Linked DNA regions of Hordeum vulgare: region 1 is linked to region 2. Evidence: chromatin contacts called from public Hi-C data. All regions are on one chromosome and are shown on one strand. Each heading gives the region's core, a stretch centred on a gene start, on an enhancer-like site or on the middle of the called end of the contact. The rest is flanking DNA. Distances are from core to core; before and after follow the strand shown. Region 1 holds the start of LOC123434039 (trihelix transcription factor GTL1-like). Region 2 has its middle 210 kb from the start of LOC123434039.

Region 1 (5,535 bases), core at 2,720-5,219, 210 kb before region 2:
ACCTCTCAGCGAAGCCCTCCGGCAAGAAGGGTTCTTATTAATCACCACGACAAATCAATAAATAACCAGACCACCATTTTTTTCACTGTAACACTGTAATTAACACAGCAACGAATCAAGAAACGGATGCAGCTGCTAGCTTGGAGTATCTGGGACGGGACATGGAGAGGGAGGGTGTGTATCGGAGTAGCAACGTCGACGACGACGATGCGCGCGCATGCATATGCATGCATGCAGGCGAATGATTCTGACATGGACATGCCGTCGTCGCTACGTGCATGCAATGCATATGAGGGGTGCTGGAGCTTGGTGGAGGAGGAGAGCTCTTGAGTTTTAGGTTTCTGAGATGCGGAGATGTATGGAGTATGGACGGGGGTGGAAGAGCCGACGGGGTAGGTAGATAGATACAAATGGTACAAGAAAGAGAGAAAGAGAAGGTAGAAAGCCATCTATTGAATTGATTGATGGGGGTATGGGGAGAGAGCTAGTCACCGGGGTGGTGTATGGATCTACTGGACCATGCCCAGGAAAGATCCGGCTGTCGTCGTTGCCGGCGCCGGTGCGCTGGGAGCGGCAGCAGCACCCGGCGGGTTGCCGCCGCCGCTGGACGAGGTGGCGTTCGGCCTGACAACGTTGTGGTGGTGCTGTTGATGCTGATTCTGGTGTTGTTGCTGCCCCTGGAACTGGATCTTGTACTGCGTTTTGTTGCCGTCGAGGTCGTCCTCCTCGTCCTCATCCTCGTAGTCGTCCTCGTCCTCGTCGTCCTCGTCCATGTTATCGCTGTCGGCGCCGCCGCCGCCCGTACGGTTGTAGCTGTTGAGCAACGCCTGCTGCGCCGCCTGCGGCTGCGGCTGCGGTTGCGGTTGCGGCTGTGGCTGCCTCTGCTCCATCGTCGTCGTCTCCTTCATAATGCCTTCTAGCTTTAAATGCGCAGTGTTATGCAATCAGCATTGGATCACGGAAGAAACGAACAGCAGGGTACCACATGTACGTGCCAATTGGCTACGGCCACATCCAGAATGCACATTACCTTTTTCGCCGCCTTGTTGCCGCCTGCTTCGCTGAAGACGAACCTGCTGCCGCCGTTGCTCGCCACCCTTTGCACTCCCCCGGAGACTCCTTCCGACGCGTTGCCGCCATTACTGTTGCCGTTCCCGGCGTTGCTGGCGTCAGTCTTGGCCACCCCCACAGGTGCCACGGCGTGCTGCTGTGGAGACGTCTGCGAGATCGGCGCCGCGACGGTGAACGCCTCGATGCGGTCCTGGGGAGCTGCATTGGCGTGCTCTGCTGGCGGCGGCAAAGACAGTGGGCTGCCGGCGCCGGATGGGGAGCTGAGCGCCGCCTTGTTGCGGTAGAGCGCCTCGAGCTGGTGGAAGTAGGGGCACGTCTTGGAGTCCTCGGGCCGCTTCTTGTTGCTCTCCTTCACCTTCTTGAAGTACTTGTTGATGTTCTCCCACTTCTCCTTGCACCGCTTGGAGCTCCGGTTGTAGCCCATCCGACGCATGCCGGCGGAGATCTCTTCCCAGAGCGGTCCCTTCGGCCCGGCCTCTTGGTACCTCATGTCCAGGTTGCTCCGGAGTTGGATCAGCGCGTGCACCTCCGTCTTGGGCCACCGCGACGATGCCGGTCCGCTGCCGCCACCGGACCCGTCGTACCCCGACGAATCGTGCGGCGCTTCGGATGGCGTCACGACGATGTCCATGCAGCTTGAATTCACGGCCGGCGCTTGCTGCTGTAGCTGTGGCGTCGCTGGAGCCGGCGACTTGTGCGGCTGCGGAGTCACGGGCGGCATTGTTGGCGGCTTATGCTGCCGTGGCGAGGGTTGAGGCTGCGAGTGCGTGGCAGGTGGCTGCGAAGACGACGGCGGTGGAGGAACTGGCGCGGCGGAGTATGCTATGGGTGAGGCGTGAGGCTGCGATGGTGGTGGCGGTGGCATGAATGTGATGGCCTGCGCGGCGATGGAGGGCATGGGGATAGTCTGCCCGGTGATCTTCTGTATGAAGGAGAGAACGGCGGCGTCGCGGGTAGCAGCCATGGCGCGCTCCTGCGCGAGGATCTCCTGCTCGCGCGCGAGGCGCGCCATCTCCTGCCTCCGCCACGCCTCCTCGCGGATCATGCGGTCCTGCTCCCGCTTCTCGATGGCCTCCAGGAATCGCTGCTGCATCGCCTCCTGACGCTCCATCACCTGCTTCATCAGCCCCTCGAAGAACCTCATCATCTTCCCGCTCCCGGCCTCGCCGCCAGTAGCGGCCGCGGCGCCACCCTCCGACGTCCTCTTCCTCTTCCCTCGCTCGTCGGCGCCGCCACCCATGTCGTCCGTGCCCTCGTCGTCGGAAGAGTCGTCCTCGTCCGAGTACTCCTCCGTGTTGGACGTTGAGAAGCTCATGTTGCCCACTACCACCGGCGTCGGCAGGCCTGCCGTAGCGGCGGCCGAGGCACCAAGAGGCGGGGGCTCGGCGAGGGGCCGTACGGCTGTGGGGCCCACCACCCCAGGTACTCCAACGGCTGTGGCCGGCGGCGGGGCCGACGCCATCGGAGCCGGCGTCGCTCCGGGCGTGCCGTGCAGCGCCTCGAGCTGTCGGAAGAAGCGGTAAGCTTTGCCGTCGTTGCGGCCGGCGCGGCTGTCCTTGGTGCGCTTGTAGTACTTGTGAACGTTCTCGAACTTCTCCTTGCACTTCTTGGCGTTCCGCCTGTACCCCTCCTCGGCCAGCTTCCTGCCAACCACCACCAACACCAATCATCATGAGCATCAGCGGCACAAAGCGAAAAAAACCTCGTCAATGGAGCTCTACTCTACAACCACAATTGCACACATACGAACTCACACATCATGCAAGTAAACCGTAACCCTCACACAAAAGCTGCATGCATGTACTAGTAGAATTTTACTCGATTTGGGCACCCAAATGCAAAAGATATACTAGAAAGGCATATGCATACATGCAGCACTAGCAAGAATGGCAAATCCCAAGAAGAATGCAAAGTAAATTAAATCGGGAATAAAAATCCAACTTTTGTGTGCAGAAATTCAGAGGGCCAGAGTAAAAGACAGCGTCTCCGGGATAGATGCCCCCCGGATCTGAAGCTTACCGGAGTAGTACCTCTCATGTCGAAGGGATGGTTGGACAAAAAAAATCAGGGAAAGGTGGGGAAGGAGAGCGATATGATTTTAAAATGGAAAAAAGTCACTGTGCTCGTGAAGGATAGTTAAGGCAAAAGTGTAAAAAAGAAGTGTTTTTTAGCGGGTAATTGAACAGCCGCGGCTGACGGGAATCACACCACGCCGGCGCCGAGATTTCATGCGGCATTACGCCGACGGCAATTTCCGGCCTCGACGGACGGCGACGCCGGCGACGGCGCGCGCAATTGCCTGGCAGAGGTCAATTAGTGGGCTGTAATTTACCTGGAGACCTCTTCCCAGAGTGGGCCCTTGAAGGTGGCGTCCCGGAACGCGGCGTCCATGTCCGACCGGATCTTGAGCAGCGCCAGGGTCTCCTGCCGCGGCCACCGGTTTCCTCCAGCGCCGCCGCCCAAGCCTTCCTCGCCGGCCGCTGCCGCGGCGAGTGCCTCTTCGTCGAAGCCCACAGCGCCGGCACCTGCTAGCTCGTTGTTGAGCTGTTGCTGCTGCTGCGGCGGCCCTGGCGCCGGCGGGCGGCTGCTGATGGGCGAGGGCGCCTCGGCCATGGAGATCCGCTGCTGGCCGGTGCTCCTAGACGGCGAGAATGGCGGCATCTCTGGGGGATGCAAGCCGAACTGCTGGCCCGGGCCTCCACCCTGCTGCTGCTGCTGCTGCATGCTAGTACACACTGGGTGCACGTCGCCGACCGAGCTTTACCACAGGCGCATAGGGAATGGAGGCGACTGAATGATCAGTACATGAGAGAGAGAGAGAGAGAGAGAGAGAGAGAGAGAGAGAGAGAGGTGAAAAAGATGGGAGGCCAGGACAAGCAGAAAGAGCACAGAGAGAGAGAGAGAGAGAGAGAGAGAGAGAAGGAGTGGGGAAAAAGGGAAAGGAACAGAGATGAGGTGGTAGGCAGGTGAGGGATGAAGATGAAGAAGAGGAATAGAGGAGCGCTAGTACAGGAAGCCTGGCACAAGAAAAATACTAGCCCTGCAAGGGAGAGGGGAGGGGAGGAGGAAGAAAGAAGACGGAGAGGAAAAAAGAAATAAGATACCTTCAGTAAGCCTGCAATAAATAATAGGGTGGATGGAGGAGAGAGAGGGGACGAGAATATGATAGCTGTGAAGGAAAGAGAGAGAGAGAGAGAGAGAGAGAGAGAGAGAGAGGGGTGTTGAGGAGTGAAATGTTGAGTGCAAGGAGAGATGGCTGTTTGTTGTGTGCAGACGATGATGAGGGGGATGATGCGGGAGATAAAACAAACGGGATGCTGCGCTGTCAGGGTGGCTTTACCTCCCTCCCTGACTAATGCCCCTACAGCTAGTTAAAAACCCAAAGGACGGAGGAGAGGGAGAGGAGTGCCGGGCAATGGTATGGTAGAGAGAGAAACATGTGAGCGGCATGGAGAGGAGATGAGAGGAGAGGAGAGAGAGAGGCTTGTGATGAAAGGGAGGGGAGCACAAATACCCATCTACAAAACTCCCCCTACCTCAATCCCCATGGAGGAATATGTTGGATTCTGTGGTCATCTTAGTCATTTCTCCCATACAATATATCTTAGTCATATACAGTATTATCCATCGGATTAACCTTTCTTAGCTACCAGTAACTTTACACTCGTATTCCTCCTAGCTAGTACAGCCTCTGTTATCACAACTTTTCGATGCACCTAATTTTGAGGGTTAGAAGCGACTGTTGCAGTGAAACAATTCATTACAGTGAGTTTTTCTTCTCTTTTCTGCAGTGGTATTTTTTACAAAAGAAACGTAAATTTGGTATTGACAAAAAAACATAAATTTGGCCTCAAAAGCCAAAGAAAAAGCTGTATGCATGAGAGAACAAAATTAGTTAGGAGAAACGGGGGAGAGAGAGAAAAGAAAAGAAAAGGTACTAGGACGAGGAGTGAGAGAAGGAGCAGACAAGACCACATTATAACAGCTGTGCCGTGGGCCCGCGCGGAGAGCGAAAGAGGCGCAGAACGTGCCCCGGCGATTAACGCGGACCCCCCCATCACCACCCGCCCAGGCAACACCGACGCGGTGCACCGCGCGCAGACGCCACTGAGCTGCGGGCCCGTAACTTTGCTTGACCCACGCGTCATGCGTTTCGGCTGGAGAATACGCCTGTGCGCGGAGAAGGCGGAGGAGTATAAAAATGGCCATGCATTGGCATGTTGTGGGTTAATCCCTCCCTTTCCAGGTAATAAATGGCCATGTGGCCCCTTTTAATGATTAGGCAAAAAAATCTGACCGATTAATTAAGTTAACCACCTCGATTATTATTTTTCCCTGCTTAAGTTAATGTATATGTATGGGCAGGATGGCATTTATTTTCACATGGAAATGCGTTTTTAGAAATGTATATGGGGCAGTGAGTTGAAGTGGAGAACAGTCACGGGCTGTTTGTATCCGAAAAAA
Region 2 (5,885 bases), core at 682-3,181:
ACCTAGGGCACATCTGCAAGTAGATGCCCAACTTCCCTGACCGTATTGGCGGCGTGTTAATCCACAACCGTTTGTGACTCTGATTGTGCTTTATGTATTTTTCTAGCAACTTCTTCACCCCCTTTTTAACTCTCATCCAGTTACGTGTGACGCAGAGTCGCTTTCTGATGCGATGCATGCACGTCAATGGCAATTAACCACAATTGCCCAACCCAGCCGCCTAGATGGGATCTGCAAGAGAAATTAGCTTCGAATAAAATAAACTAAACACCCACGCACTGCGTCATCTACGTACTTATCACCCCGTATTGTTCTCTTTCATTTTCCCTAAGTTATTCAGTTAGCGTCGCATCTTGTTTATTTTGCTCAATACAAATAGTCACCGCATCTTCTTCTACATATTTCTATCGACTTGATTAATTTCTCGCGTAGTACCTCTCGTCGTTTTCTAATTCCTGTTTAATGTGATGTGACTTTTATCAGCCTGTTATAGGAAGCGGAGAGATGCCATGTTCCACGTGTAGTCTATTCGGTTGAGCATGTTTAGTCAAAAGTCGGAGTCACGGTGTATGTTTCTCCCCAGTCACAGAGTGAACATGCATTGCAATGCAAGCAACCCTCACTGCAGTTCGATCCCGACACTGTGAGTGAGAGCACGTTGCGGTAATGCGCATGGTCCGTAAAAACACTCTCTACCCAATTTGGACGTCTTTTCGGGCGCTTGCCAAATGGGAAAGCGAACAGAAACCCAGGCTCCTCATTTGGGATAGCTAGCTCGTACCGTACCGCAGTCAGCACTCAGCACTCAGCAGGGGCGCCGCCGTGACGCCGTACGTACGCCCAGAGGCAGAGCCCATGTAGGCATTTCACAGCTTTGGGAGCTAGCACTGGATCGCACTGCGGCTCTGGCTGACACACAGAGGCAGAGGCAGGCAGGATGGCGATTCCTGCGACTGAGTGCGCGCTCGGCAGGGCGGCCGCCGGGAAGCCCAGTGGAGCTAGCACTGCCCAAACGCGTGGCCTGCACACGGGATAACTCCCAGTTGCTGCTGGCCTGGACGGGCCGGGGAGTCCTCCATCGCGGTTCTACACCTTCTGGCCCCTTCGATTCTTTAATCCATAAAAAGAAGACGTTGGACAATATCCATTGTTCGGGCCTTCGGGTAGCTCAGTTTGATCCGTTCGTAGGACAGACGGACGGGGCACGCACGTCCATGTCAGAAACCCCGCCAAATGGCATACACGCAGCCGACTGCGCATAAGACTTGACATCAAAGGGGGACACGCCGAAAACCCAACCAATTCAACGTGCAACAGTGCAGCGATTAATAGTCTGGATTAACCCTAAATTAATCGTCTGGATTACTATATACCCCGCGTGGAGACCGGTCTTCCGGTGCATTCACACTTGGAGAAAGCTCCGTAACTTGCCAACCACAATTAAGTAGCGCAAGAAGCAATGCGCCTCAGGTCGGCCTGCACCGTGTTGCTGCTCCTTGTTTCAGGACCGGGAAGCATTTGCACCGCTGCCGTTCTGTACGCAGCAGCCGGCTCGTCCGCTGATAAAAGATAGCGCCAAACAGCAACGTTGCTGTCTACTACAAGGATAAGTCCGGCCTCCGTATTTATTTACACGCGCGAGGAGGTATTTGCGTTGAACAATCAAAAACAGATATACTAGTACCGTCTGGACCGTGTGTGCCTCGTCGATCGGTTCACACTCGACGCAATAATTGTGCGCGCGAACCTGCTTACTTCCGCAACGAACCTTTTGACCTACAGCTGCCTTGTATGAATTGTCATCAAAACCGACACAAGCAACGGCAAAAGAGAAAGGATTGAGCCATCGAACGATCACGATCCCCGGAAATCCAAATACTGCTGCATGCCTGCATGCGGCGTGGCTTTCATCCCCCCAAGTTGCGGCCGCAAGTTGAGCCATGCATGGATAAAATGATGTGAGGGCGTTTCGTTGCGTGCAGGAAAAGCTCTTCGACTGCGAGATGATAGCGCCGTTTCCCACGCACCCACGTGTGGAAAACTGAAAGTAACTGTGGCGCGCGCGCGGGGCTCATACGTTACGTGGGTGCATGCGCCCGTGCGTGCGGCCGCGGCGCCGTTCCAAACATCCACTGTCAGAGATGGCGAGGTTTCGTCTGCAGAATCTGTGATGGTTCGGGCCAAGTTATAGCAGACGTGTTTCTCTGCTACTATTTCTGCGATAATAATCCACGGGTTTGGATGCTGCTGACATCCACCCAGCCGAGGCATCTATCCACTCGCAACCCAACTAGATGCTCCGTTACTAAAAAAAACCTGTAAGAACATAGCCTTTATCACGATGTTATTTCCTAAAAAAATCTCCCATGTAGTTTAGAGCAGCTTGAACGCGTCAATTCAAACAGACGTGTGTTTTGTCAGTGGGACTCCCAACTCACCGGCGCGTCCTCGCGGCCGGCCTGCTGTGTTTTGTCAAACATATGTAGAATTTGACACTACTTTGCATAATTCAAACAAAATATAAAGATCTTATATAGTTTGACAAACAAATAAATATTTTATAGTTTACAAGTCGAATACAAATTAAATTGTTTCAAGTACATAAAAAGATATACATCTATTGGTTGCCAACGTGAGCACACATATGCTCAACTAAATCATGTTGCAGCTGAATGTGAGTTTTTCAATCACACATTTGATAATGAAATTAGATGAACAATGTAAATTTGCCGCTCCTTCATGCTTAGGCACAGCATTCTCACTTTCAAATTGAAACTCTTGGTCACAGATATGTTTCGGGCGCTCAGCCTCTATCATTAGTAAAAGCAGGGCTCTGGTTCTGGTCAGATCAAAGCATTAGTCCCGGTCTTGTTACGAACCGGGACTAATGTGAACATTAGTCCAGGTTCGAGCGGCCAGGACGCAGGTCGGGCCTCGATAGGCATCAGTCCCGGTCCGACTTGAAGCTGTAGCCCCAGTTCCAGACACCAACCATGACTAAAGGGCCACGCTCCTGGCGCAACCCCTTTAGTCTTGGTTTGTGTCTCCAATCGAAACTACATGTTTGCCTTTGGTCCCGGTTTTAGACACCAATCGGGACAAATAAGATGCCTATATATATCCTTTCCCATGCACCCTTCTAATTTGTTTTTTGGTCGTAGAAGGTGTGGGAGATGTGTGTAGTGCTCTGTTCTGCCTTCCTATGCACATAAGGTGTTCGATGAAATGCCCGCGCCACACTCAAGCTTTCTTCTCTGTTCTTCCTCCAAGCTCGACCTTCAAGCTTCATTTTCCTCAAGATTTGTCTAGATTTGGCGGTGCACAACCTATTCAAGTGTTCTAAAAGGTTAGCAACTTCCTCCTTTCATCTCTTACTGCTAGTTTAGCTCTTTCATATGTTGCAGAAATAGAGTGGTTTGTGGATTTTAGTGAAGGAGTGTCCGCGTGGCAGTTTATTTGATTTAGATGCACAACTTGAGCTCAAATTAACTTGTTACTTGCACATGTGTAGGGTGTCGTGTCGTCCTCATCCCCGTCATCACCGTCGTCGATCGCTCGCGCTGATCTCGCGGCCGACACCATCGTGGTGAGCCTCTTGTTCTTATCTTCTCCCCTAAAAGAAAAAAATGTACTTGTATGATTTAGATAGCTACTTGTATAATTTTCTTACTTGTATTATTGTTTGTTACTGTATTATATAGTGCCATGGTTTTGGTATCCACCCCCGTCGGCTCTCGTCCGATCTATGATTCGGATATGGTACAGTATCTTTATAATTATTTGTTTTATTTAGTGTTTATGACAATTATGCCGACCAAATTGACATAGATGTGTTTATCTAGGAGGTATGTGAACCAGAAATTCCTACCGACCCTATTGTCGAGAGGTTAAATCTAGTTGAACAAGAAAACAATTATTTGAAATAAAATTTGAAAATGATTGAAGAGAAGGTGAAATTGGAGTTGCATGTTGTCGATGTCGTCGATCTACACAAGATCCAGATGGATGCAATGCGCTTGAAGATTAGAAAGATTAGAAAATATGTTATTGATAAAGAGGCTTGGTATCATTATGCTGTTGGATCAATTGTTACCTTAGTTGCAATTTTGATCGCATTTGTGGTTGCATTTAAATGTTTTACATAGTTGCATGTTGTTTTATAGGAACTATGTATGAACTTTATGTATTTATTTTTGCAGCAATAACTATTGTACTTTGGTTTTAATTTGATGATGAACTTGTATTAATTTGGTAATTTCTCTATTCATGATGTTCTGTAATGGTGGCCCCGTACATCAATGAACACAAGAATATTCTACGCTCCAAACACCCGGAGTAGTCTCACGACTAGATTACATGTGAACACATGTGGACTTTCGGTGGTTGGTTGCAAACAAATCTCATTAGTAACAACACCGTTGGAGATGATCTGTACTTGTTGGCACTAAGAGGAATAAGGGTTCGTCTGCTCGGTTGCTCCCAGTAAATAAGGCTTGAGAGAGAAGTTAAGTGCTAGAGGTGTTGCCATGTTAGTCAAGTTGGTAGGCCACATGAGAAGCATGCTCTCTTATCACAAATTGAGGAAAGGGTTAAAAGGGGAAGTTGATGATATCTTGAGGGCTGAGAAATCAGATAATCCTATGAGAATAGTCTATTGTTTTGCCATATCTTATGAACATCCAGGCACCTTTATATTATCTTACATCGGGAGTACAAATCCACATCATGAGTCTGTTGGGTTATACCCAAAGGGTTTGAGATTCTGAAAGAAATATTTTGAAAAACCATAGGGAATTTTTGTAAGAGTTCGGGTATATATCTGTTTTGTCATTCTGGCATTTGAAACATGATTTTAGAATAATTATTTATTAAGTCTCTCATGAAAAATAACTTGAGAGAACTATTTGTCACTCTGTGATGAAAAAAATAACTTGATATAACTATTTGTCACTCTCTCATGAAAATCTATATAATCAAAGAGTGCATTCATATAAGCATTCACTCTAGTAAGCATTTAGCAGTCAAAATAAAATCAATGAATAAAGCAATAAAGAAAAGAATAAGGTTATTAGGTTAACAAAAAGTATTTTATAATAGTCTTTAATAGTAGAAAGAATCAACTACAAAACTTTTATAAAACTCTAGTTATGATCAAAATAATATTAACTTAAAATTTATAAAATTTATCCAACTAAATTTTTTCATAAAGTATTCTTTTATTAAGTACTTTAATAGCAAAAAGAATTAAATGAAAACTAGGCACGTATGCATATGTTTAAAAGAAAACTAAAACTAAAACTAAAATAGCCTAAAAAGGTCTAAAACAAAAATAGGAAAATGGCTTTAGTCCTGGTTGGTGGTTTCGAATTCACACATCATATGATTTGAAGAAGGTCAAAACATTAGGATGTGATTTGAAAAAGGTCAAAAAATAGGAAAAGTGAGTATGTATAAAAATTAGGATGTGATTTGAAGAAGGTCAAAAAATTAACATAACATATGCAAAAATTAAAAAAATGCCCGCCTACTAGCACGAAAATTCACACACCACGACGTGCATACGACTAGAAAGCTAAGGGTATATGGGCCAGGATGCATGCCCGTGGGCATGAATATTTGCTGTCAGTAGGAACCACAGGGCAGAGAGGGGCTAGGTTAGACGATGAGGTATTTGGTTTGAGACGATCTTGCCAAGGTAGCCGCGGGTGGGCTTATAAACCGGTGTGAGCGCCTCTCGCTTGGCGAGGTGGGACTAAACTCCCACCACCCCTCGGTTGTGTGAGGACCTACCCTTTAGTCCCGGTTGGTGGCACCAATTGGGACTAAAGGCCCCCCTTTAGTCCTGGTCCAAGCCACCAACCGGTACTTAGTCCTGGTGGGTGCCA

What was found. A called contact is a pair of places that touch in the nucleus more often than the background predicts.
Region 1: a Hi-C map of leaf shows a contact between it and region 2, with 7 times the contacts expected there. The contact joins the promoter of LOC123434039 here to the enhancer-like site in region 2. A contact is called at or near these places in 3 of 6 Hi-C or Micro-C datasets (leaf and seedling) and 1 of 1 datasets of contacts at active chromatin or transcription factors (embryo).

The regions. Positions count from the first base shown.
Region 1 is chr1H:327,912,232-327,917,766 of MorexV3_pseudomolecules_assembly, reverse strand. It overlaps LOC123434039 (trihelix transcription factor GTL1-like), which reads right to left and starts at 3,969. Exons shown (of 3, transcript XM_045115489.1): 1 at 3,404-3,969; 2 at 1,031-2,714; 3 at 1-920. The coding sequence starts at 3,795. The coding sequence ends at 510. LOC123434055 (a long non-coding RNA gene) reads left to right here and starts at 3,881. Exons shown (of 2, transcript XR_006625353.1): 1 at 3,881-3,921; 2 at 3,963-4,167.
Region 2 is chr1H:327,702,932-327,708,816 of MorexV3_pseudomolecules_assembly, reverse strand. No RefSeq gene overlaps it. Among protein-coding and RNA genes, the nearest start is that of LOC123434039, 210 kb to the left of the region's middle. Within about 2 kb of position 1,931, at least 2 of the 3 cell types and tissues checked have open chromatin away from gene starts, as enhancers often do. A contact at or near this core is called in leaf, where this site is marked.